Regions from separate parts of the Sus scrofa genome. Here region 2 is linked to region 1. A link is a contact called in public HiChIP or PLAC-seq data. All regions are on one chromosome and are shown on one strand. The core of a region is the stretch at or near the end of the contact, and the rest is flanking DNA. Distances in the headings are between cores, read along the strand shown. Region 1 overlaps LOC110259422 (a long non-coding RNA gene). Region 2 overlaps LOC110259422 (a long non-coding RNA gene).

Evidence for each region. HiChIP or PLAC-seq counts read pairs in DNA pulled down with a chosen protein or histone mark.
Region 2: a contact with region 1 is called in an H3K27ac HiChIP or PLAC-seq map of skeletal muscle. The contact joins two enhancer-like sites. A contact is called at or near these places in 2 of 47 Hi-C or Micro-C datasets (embryonic fibroblasts and skeletal muscle) and 1 of 2 datasets of contacts at active chromatin or transcription factors (skeletal muscle).

What each region holds. Positions count from the first base shown.
Region 1 is chr2:96,806,152-96,809,908 of Sscrofa11.1, reverse strand. All of the region lies in intron 4 of LOC110259422 (a long non-coding RNA gene), which reads left to right. Among named protein-coding and RNA genes, the nearest start is that of MEF2C, 590 kb to the right of the region's middle. Within about 2 kb of position 2,153, at least 16 of the 83 cell types and tissues checked have an H3K27ac peak or open chromatin away from gene starts, as enhancers often do. A contact at or near this core is called in skeletal muscle, where this site is marked.
Region 2 is chr2:97,008,476-97,011,931 of Sscrofa11.1, reverse strand. The region is part of intron 4 of LOC110259422 (a long non-coding RNA gene); the gene reads left to right. Among named protein-coding and RNA genes, the nearest start is that of CETN3, 580 kb to the left of the region's middle. Within about 2 kb of position 1,406, at least 2 of the 83 cell types and tissues checked have an H3K27ac peak or open chromatin away from gene starts, as enhancers often do. A contact at or near this core is called in skeletal muscle, where this site is marked.

The sequences.
Region 1 (3,757 bases), core at 904-3,403:
ACAGAACATTTGTCACAAATTGTACCATATAATGCTTTTTTTTTCCCCCTATTGCTATATCTGTGGCATGTGGAAGTTCCCAGACCAGTGACTGAATCCAGGCTGCAGCTGGGACCTACACTTCAGCTCTGGCAATGCCAGATCCTTAACCCACTGTGCCACAGAGGGAACTCCCATATAATACTTTTGTTGATGTTTATTTAGAAATGCCTGATTCCTTTTTGTAGTCACAAACAGTGCCTACATTCATATAGACAACAAACATGTTTTGATAGCCTGAAATTTGTGTAGTTTAAGAGTAATATGTCACTGGACCCTAGTAATTGTATGTAGCATGTATTATTGTCATCCTTATTTGCCTCAGGGATTTTAGAAAGTTACCCCATGCTCACATCCAAGGGGCAAAACTGAAATGTAAACTGATTTATCACATTTCAAAAAGATAAACTTTAATACCACCACCAATCATCAATGCTTTTGAAATCTACAGGTATGCATAGATTTTTTTGTGATTGGCACATAATTTTATCTTCAGGATTTGTAAGGAGTAAGGCACTAATTAAAAAAAAAATACAAGAACTTGGAGTTCCCATTGTGGCTCAGCGGAAACAAATCTGACTAGTATTCATAGGTTTGATCCCTGGCCTTGCTCAGTGGGCTAAGGATCCAGTGTTGCCTTGAGCTGTGGTGTAGGTTGCAGATGAGGCTCAGATCCCTGAGTTGCTATGGCTGTGGTGTAGGCCAGCAGCTACAGTTCTGATTTGACCCCTAGCTTGGGAACCTCCATATGGCATGGGTGGCCTTAAAAAGATGACAAAAAAAAAATGCAAGAACTGGTTGTTATGTGTTGTAAGAAAGACATACTGCACATTGCATTTTCCAAAAATGGCTACAACTGCAGTTTCCAATCTCACATGCTCCGATGAGGGGTAACCTTACTACTTCCCATCAAGTTATGGAGAGTCTTCTCCTTCCTGTGGAATCTGGGCTGGCCTTAGTGACTCCTAAATCCAGTAACATGAGATTGGAAGGATACTTCATGACTTCTAAGACTGGATCAGGGAGGCTTGCAGCTTCTACCTTGGCCTCTTAGACCACTCATCCTCTGGCTGTTCCAATTGCTCTCTTTTGCATGTATATGTGTGTGTGTGTGTGTGTGTGTGTGTGTGTGTGTGTGTGTGTGGCTATAAGTGTATGTAAAAATATATGTGAATAACCTTACAAACCATAGCACTTAATTTATCTCCATCTCCATATCAAGAATTTCATAAAACACTGAAATAAGTATTAAAGGACTAGTAATATTCAGCATATATCTATTAAGATTCTTTGTAAAGTGAATGGAACATTTGTTTATATCAGTATTTTCTTTAATATTGTATTGCCTAGTGCAAAGCACAATAATATCTTTAATTATATGTTTCTTCAAATGGTAAGATCAATCATTAATTAAATGTCATTCACCTTTGCTTTAAATGGCTTCTTGGCTCTGAACACATGCTAAAATGAAGTTTTTGACGCTTCTATTTCTATTTTTCTTTTACTACAAAGAAGTCAGACTAATAGGAACCTTTAGCTGATGGGAAATAAGTCAAGCCCTGGAGGTAGTTAACATTCAAATTAAAATAACAATTTGGCAATTGATCTGCCATTAGGAAAAAAAAAAATAGACAGGCAAAAACCCAGGGCCTAGAAACAAATTTGTCTTTCTTAAATGCTCAGTTTCAAGTGTGTCTGGTTTCTAGCCCAGTTTGTATCAAAAGGGATCAATTTTTCCCCCTTTTCCCTGTTCTACTTTTGCACTGGTATTGTCTGAATCCCAGAGTGAGCAGCAATACATCATCTTGCTTCAACATCTGCTAGAGCCCCCTCTCCTCCTAATCTGCCCAGATCCCCAAAGCCTTTTCCACCTGCTATAGAGCCAAATGCTCATTATAGCACACAGCTACGCCCTTCAATGTCCTTCCTCCCAGATCCTCAAGGTTAACGTGGAACAATGACTATTATTAAGTGGGGGCTTTAGGAATAGAAAAGCAGACCAGGCAAGGAGAAAGGGGGAGGGGCTGTGGAAGCACTGGGTAGGATGCCAGGAGAGCTGGCAGGAAAGAGCTGCTAGAAAGCTGTGGCCAATTTTCCAGTCGAAACATGAGTCACTGAACAGAGATGCCCTAGAAATAAATAGCTTCCCTGTTCATTACCCGGTACAAGCAGAGACCACACCCTCCAGTGGTTTTCTGTTAGGGCACTTTGGGTTATGGCTTTGAGCAGCTAGTGGAGACAGTGAGATAAAAATGGCCAGTTTTGAGGAGGCTGGCACATCTAGAAGTTGTGTTTACTGCTTAGCCAACTGTAAATTGTAAGCAATTGGAAGTTGTTCTGCCCCCTCTTCTTTTTTTTTCTTCAAACTACCAACCTGTTCCTTCTGCTTGCATCGTCAGACCAGCCACCAATGGAAAGTTTGAAGCTTATTGGATTAGGCTGCTTAGAAAACAGAGAAAGTCAGAAATCTGAGACTCTGCATTCATCTGTATATATTATCATGAGACCTTAAAAAATACAGAAAGGAATCTAATCGGCTCGTGGTGGCGGGAGGAGAGGCCACTTTAAGTTTCCTGCCTTCAGCAGCTGTGTACCTCACTCCCAGATGCCATGCTTGGTGCAATTTCCTTTTAGTTTTTTAGGAGATATTTTAAGAAGTTTAAGTGCTGTTTACTCAGTGACATTCATAGGGATGATCTTGATAAACCACATGAATGCTGGCTGGCCTCTGGCAGGCATGGCCAGCTCTGCCCTAGACATACTCTCCTGTTAATGGACCTTTGGGCAACGTCTCCAGTCAGGATCAACTCACTCTTGTTGCCCTTCAGTTCCTGGAAAAAGTAGAAAACCACAGATTTCCACAAGGGCTACCTAGTAAAATTCTCTTGCCTCCACAATCCTGAGCCCCAAGGAAGTGTGTCACTATCCTATAGCCACGCAATGTGCTGATCTAAATCAGGCACAAGCCACCCAGTTCTATGACTGCTCCCGCCAAGAGACTGGAGGGGTTGAATGAGCTCTCATTAATAAAAACAGTTTAGTGTAAAACTGCCTGGGATCCATGGAGTAGGTGTTTCTGACTTGCTCTAGGAAATGACAGAGCACCTAAACTGTCAGACTTACACTTAGAAGATGATTATACTTCCTTTTTCTTTTTCTTTTTCTTTTTAAATTAAGTTTGAAAGTTACCACTCATTTTGGAGAGACAGCTTTAAAAAAAAACTAATCAGAAAGAACAAAGATACTGTGAGGGTTAAAAATTCCTCATTTTCACTTGGATTAATCAAGACACTAGATCTTCATTGTGGGTTCCGCAGGATAGAAGAGTAACCAGAGGTGAATGAGATGATGGGCATGTCAGAAAAATAAGTTTTCAACAGCTTTCTTGAGATATCAATGGCATAAAAATTGTACATATTTAAGGTGTACAAATTGATGTTTTGATATACATATACATAGTGAAATGAGCATTACAATCAAGCTAATTAACATGTCCATCACCTCTTGTGTGGGTGTGGTAAGAAGACTTCATTTAAAATCTATCTTCTTAGCCAATTTCACTGTATAATATAGTATTGTTAACTGTAATCACCATGCTGTAGAGTGGACCTTTTTCATCTTGCACAACTCAGACTATGTACCCTTTGCTGACACCACCCCCTTTTCCCTCCCCATAGGACCTTGGCAATCACTGTCTTACCCTGTTTCTATGAGTTTG
Region 2 (3,456 bases), core at 157-2,656, 200 kb before region 1:
CAGCAGTTACTGTGACCACATCGATGAGTTATTTCTCGCCAACTGTGCAGTTCATCCTTGCATGTATTACCCACGGATATTAAAATGATCTTCATCGTAGTCCTTGCTTTAATGTTTTTGACTATCACAATCATTATCATCCGAGGAGTCCCAGCAGCATTATTTAGAGATGTACACTAGAGGGTGGTGTTTTACCTGGACACTAGACTTATCAATGCATTGGCTTTGAGGAAGAATGAAAAAATGTCTCCAGGAAATGTTCCCCATGTTTAATGTTACATAATTCTCAGCACATATGCCCCATTAACAAAGTTGATAAACCCCAGGGGATGGAAGCGGAGACTGAGTCACTTGGCGGCCTTGCTATCCCATTTCTTCAACACGTTCCTGTAGGTGTTTGGTTTTCCTGAGCTCCACATGCAGAGTGTCACTTGAAAACCAACACTGATCACTGGGTGAGAATATATTTGACTCCAACTACAGGGAATTGGAAAGCAAGTGAGGCAACTAGTGAATGTGAGTAGAGCTATTAAACTCACCGCTTCGATTTTTAAATCCCCTGCATTGTTTACATATATTTCTATGGCTGACCCGAGAAGAACAGAAACCATCAGTACTGGAGGGAAAAGTTCTTTTCTGGCAGCTCCTGTTTCTGTGCTTAGCCCCCTCTGGTTTACATGTAGTTTAAAAAAAAAAAGTTTCCAATTTAGTGCAGCCCCTCTTTCATAATGTTTTGCATGAAATGATCAAAATGTTTCTAAAGGTACCCCTCCCCATAAAAATATTCATGTCAATGATAGGTTAATTTTTTTTTTTTTTTTTTGCTTCTAGGCTTTTATCTTTGTGTTTTTCTCAATTGATTCTTCTAATATTGGTAAAATCTGTGCTCAAATTATGAACTCTGTTGTAGTTTCTCAGGACAAAAGTCTAAATTTTCACTGACTTTTACTTGTGAAAAAATACCTCAAAGCAGGGAAAAAAATCTCAAATGTGTTTCTCTGAAATTTCCCTTCAAGAGAAATGTATTCTTCCTGCTCTGACCAGGGGAAATTTCCTTTTAACACAAGGAAGTCTTCATCTGACTTATATTCTTTATTATTCTTTACCACTATCTGATTCAGAAAGACTGCTGGAATCAAGATCTCCTAAAATAAATTTTAAAAGGGTAATTTCATATGACCGAATTAAAATTGAATTGACCAGTTCCTATTAAAGTTAAACCCTGTCCACTACTGCCAAACTCTCTATTGAAGTCTAGGTACACACTTTCCTTCTAATGTTCCTTAACATTTGGCTCTGCTGTTCCCATGCTCCCCTTTTTTCAGTGATACGATAACATTGCAATAATACTTAAACGCTGACACAACAGAAACCCTTGCCAGTTTGGCTCTCAACCTTGGCAAGCTTTTTGTTATAGTTGCAACCGGCTTACTCCTTGAGTTGTACAAAACTTTCAGAGCTCCTCTACAGCATGTCTTATAAAGAAGACTAAAAGGAAAAGTAAGAGAGATGCTAATTTTAGACAGAGAATAGTAAATAGGACAATAAATAAAAGCTCTGTTTTGGCACATTGGAACTTTCTTTTTTCCCCTTTGAAATGTGTGATTCCTTTTCCCAAATGTTGCACTAGATTTATTTTTAAAGGTGTCATCTATTTCCATTCCAGTGCTATGTCATCTATAATTTAAATTTATGAGATAAATCTTGAGGTTCACCAGTTGGAGCAGCTGGAGAATTCTAGCCACCTTGCCATTGAAAATGCAGATTTGCTGAAGGTTTTTGTGTCTGACAAGCCCCACTGAAAGCACCTCATTCCCTTTCCTGACAAGTATCCATCAACATGTAATATTTATTCTTCTGTTTTAGTTTCACTACAAATAATTGGCGGTCCCTCAGCAAGAAGACAGTTTCCTGCTGAGGCAGCACCACCTGTATAGCTTCGCCAAGCCGAGAACAAATGCTCTGAGAAGAAAGTTTTCCTAGAACTGATGGGTAAAATGAATGAGGGATATTTACTAAAAGGAGGAAAAACCAAATCTGCTCCTTTAGTTGCATCATCATTTTTAGTTCTCCAGTCTTCCTTTTATCACTGTCAGAATAGCAACTGAATGTTTATACATATATTTTATGGCTGATAAGTAAAATATTCTTGTTGGAGTTCCCTGGTTGCTCGATGGGTTGGAATTTGGCATTGTCACTGCTATGGCTTGGGTTGCTGTTGTAGCACTGTTCAATCCCTGGCCCTGGAGCTTCTCTGTGCCATGGGTACAGCCAGAAAAAAAGGAATAAAAATATTATTTTAACTTGTCTTCCACCACCCTTCTCTAGCATGTGCGTGCTTTCTCTCCCTTTCTCTCTCTCTCTCCCTTTCTCCCTCTCTCTCTATATATATGCATATTATATATAAACATGTATATACACACACACATATATCTGAGCATTTAACTTCACAATTATTATCTTATTGGACACAATCTATGGGTTTGCAGTGATTTACATTTTTAACGTCCAGCAAACATGGATATTATATACACAAAGGTAGCTAGTGTGAGTGATAGTGAATTAGATTGACCATGGCCTTCATATAATTGTCATGAGCTCTGGTTTTCTTGAAACTCTCAGACCTAAATCCCCCTTGTTAGGAAAGGAGATATTCTTAAAGAATTATATTTCTATGAAATGTGCATGGTTTTCCCTCAAGCAGAAAAATGTGGCAGGTAAATGAAAAAATAAACAAGTTGGTATATTGATTTTTTTTTTTTAAATACAGGAAAAACCAGAGTGCCAATTCAGGTTTACCTTAATTTCTATTGGAGGAGTCTTTAAACTTTGGGCATCAGAATTGCGTATGGCACTTCATTACAAACTGAAGCGGTAGTTGTTTTCTCTCAATTTCTGGGGAAAAAAATCCAACTGTTATTTAGTATTTCTCCTATTTTCAGCATTAATTTCATGATTAGTTTCCAGTGCTTAATATCTAGCATAACTTACATTACAGAGAGCAAAATGAATGAATGAGTAAGGGAGGGATATTAAAGTACAAACACACCAATGCCTGCATAAAAACCAGCTTTTGGTGAATGGACCCCAATCTTCTTGTTTCTTACTTTGCATTCTATGCATTTAATTTAACCTTAACATTAATAAAAAATAAAATCCCTAGTGCTGCACACCAACATTTATGCTGAATTATTCTGATGAGATGGAATTGATTAGTAGTTTGTACGTTTTCACAAAGTTGCCCCATAATTTTTAAGGATTGTGTTGTCAAAGGAAGTCTGAGAACTACCATCCAATATGCTTTACTTATATTTTTAATAATTTTTCAACCTAAGGAAAATAGCCTGATTAAATGGAATAGATTAAGTGAAATTCCAAGGGACTGTGGCAATTACTTTTTTTTAATGTATCCAGATAATGTGTTTGCAGTAAATATTTCCTGATTATCTTAGTGGT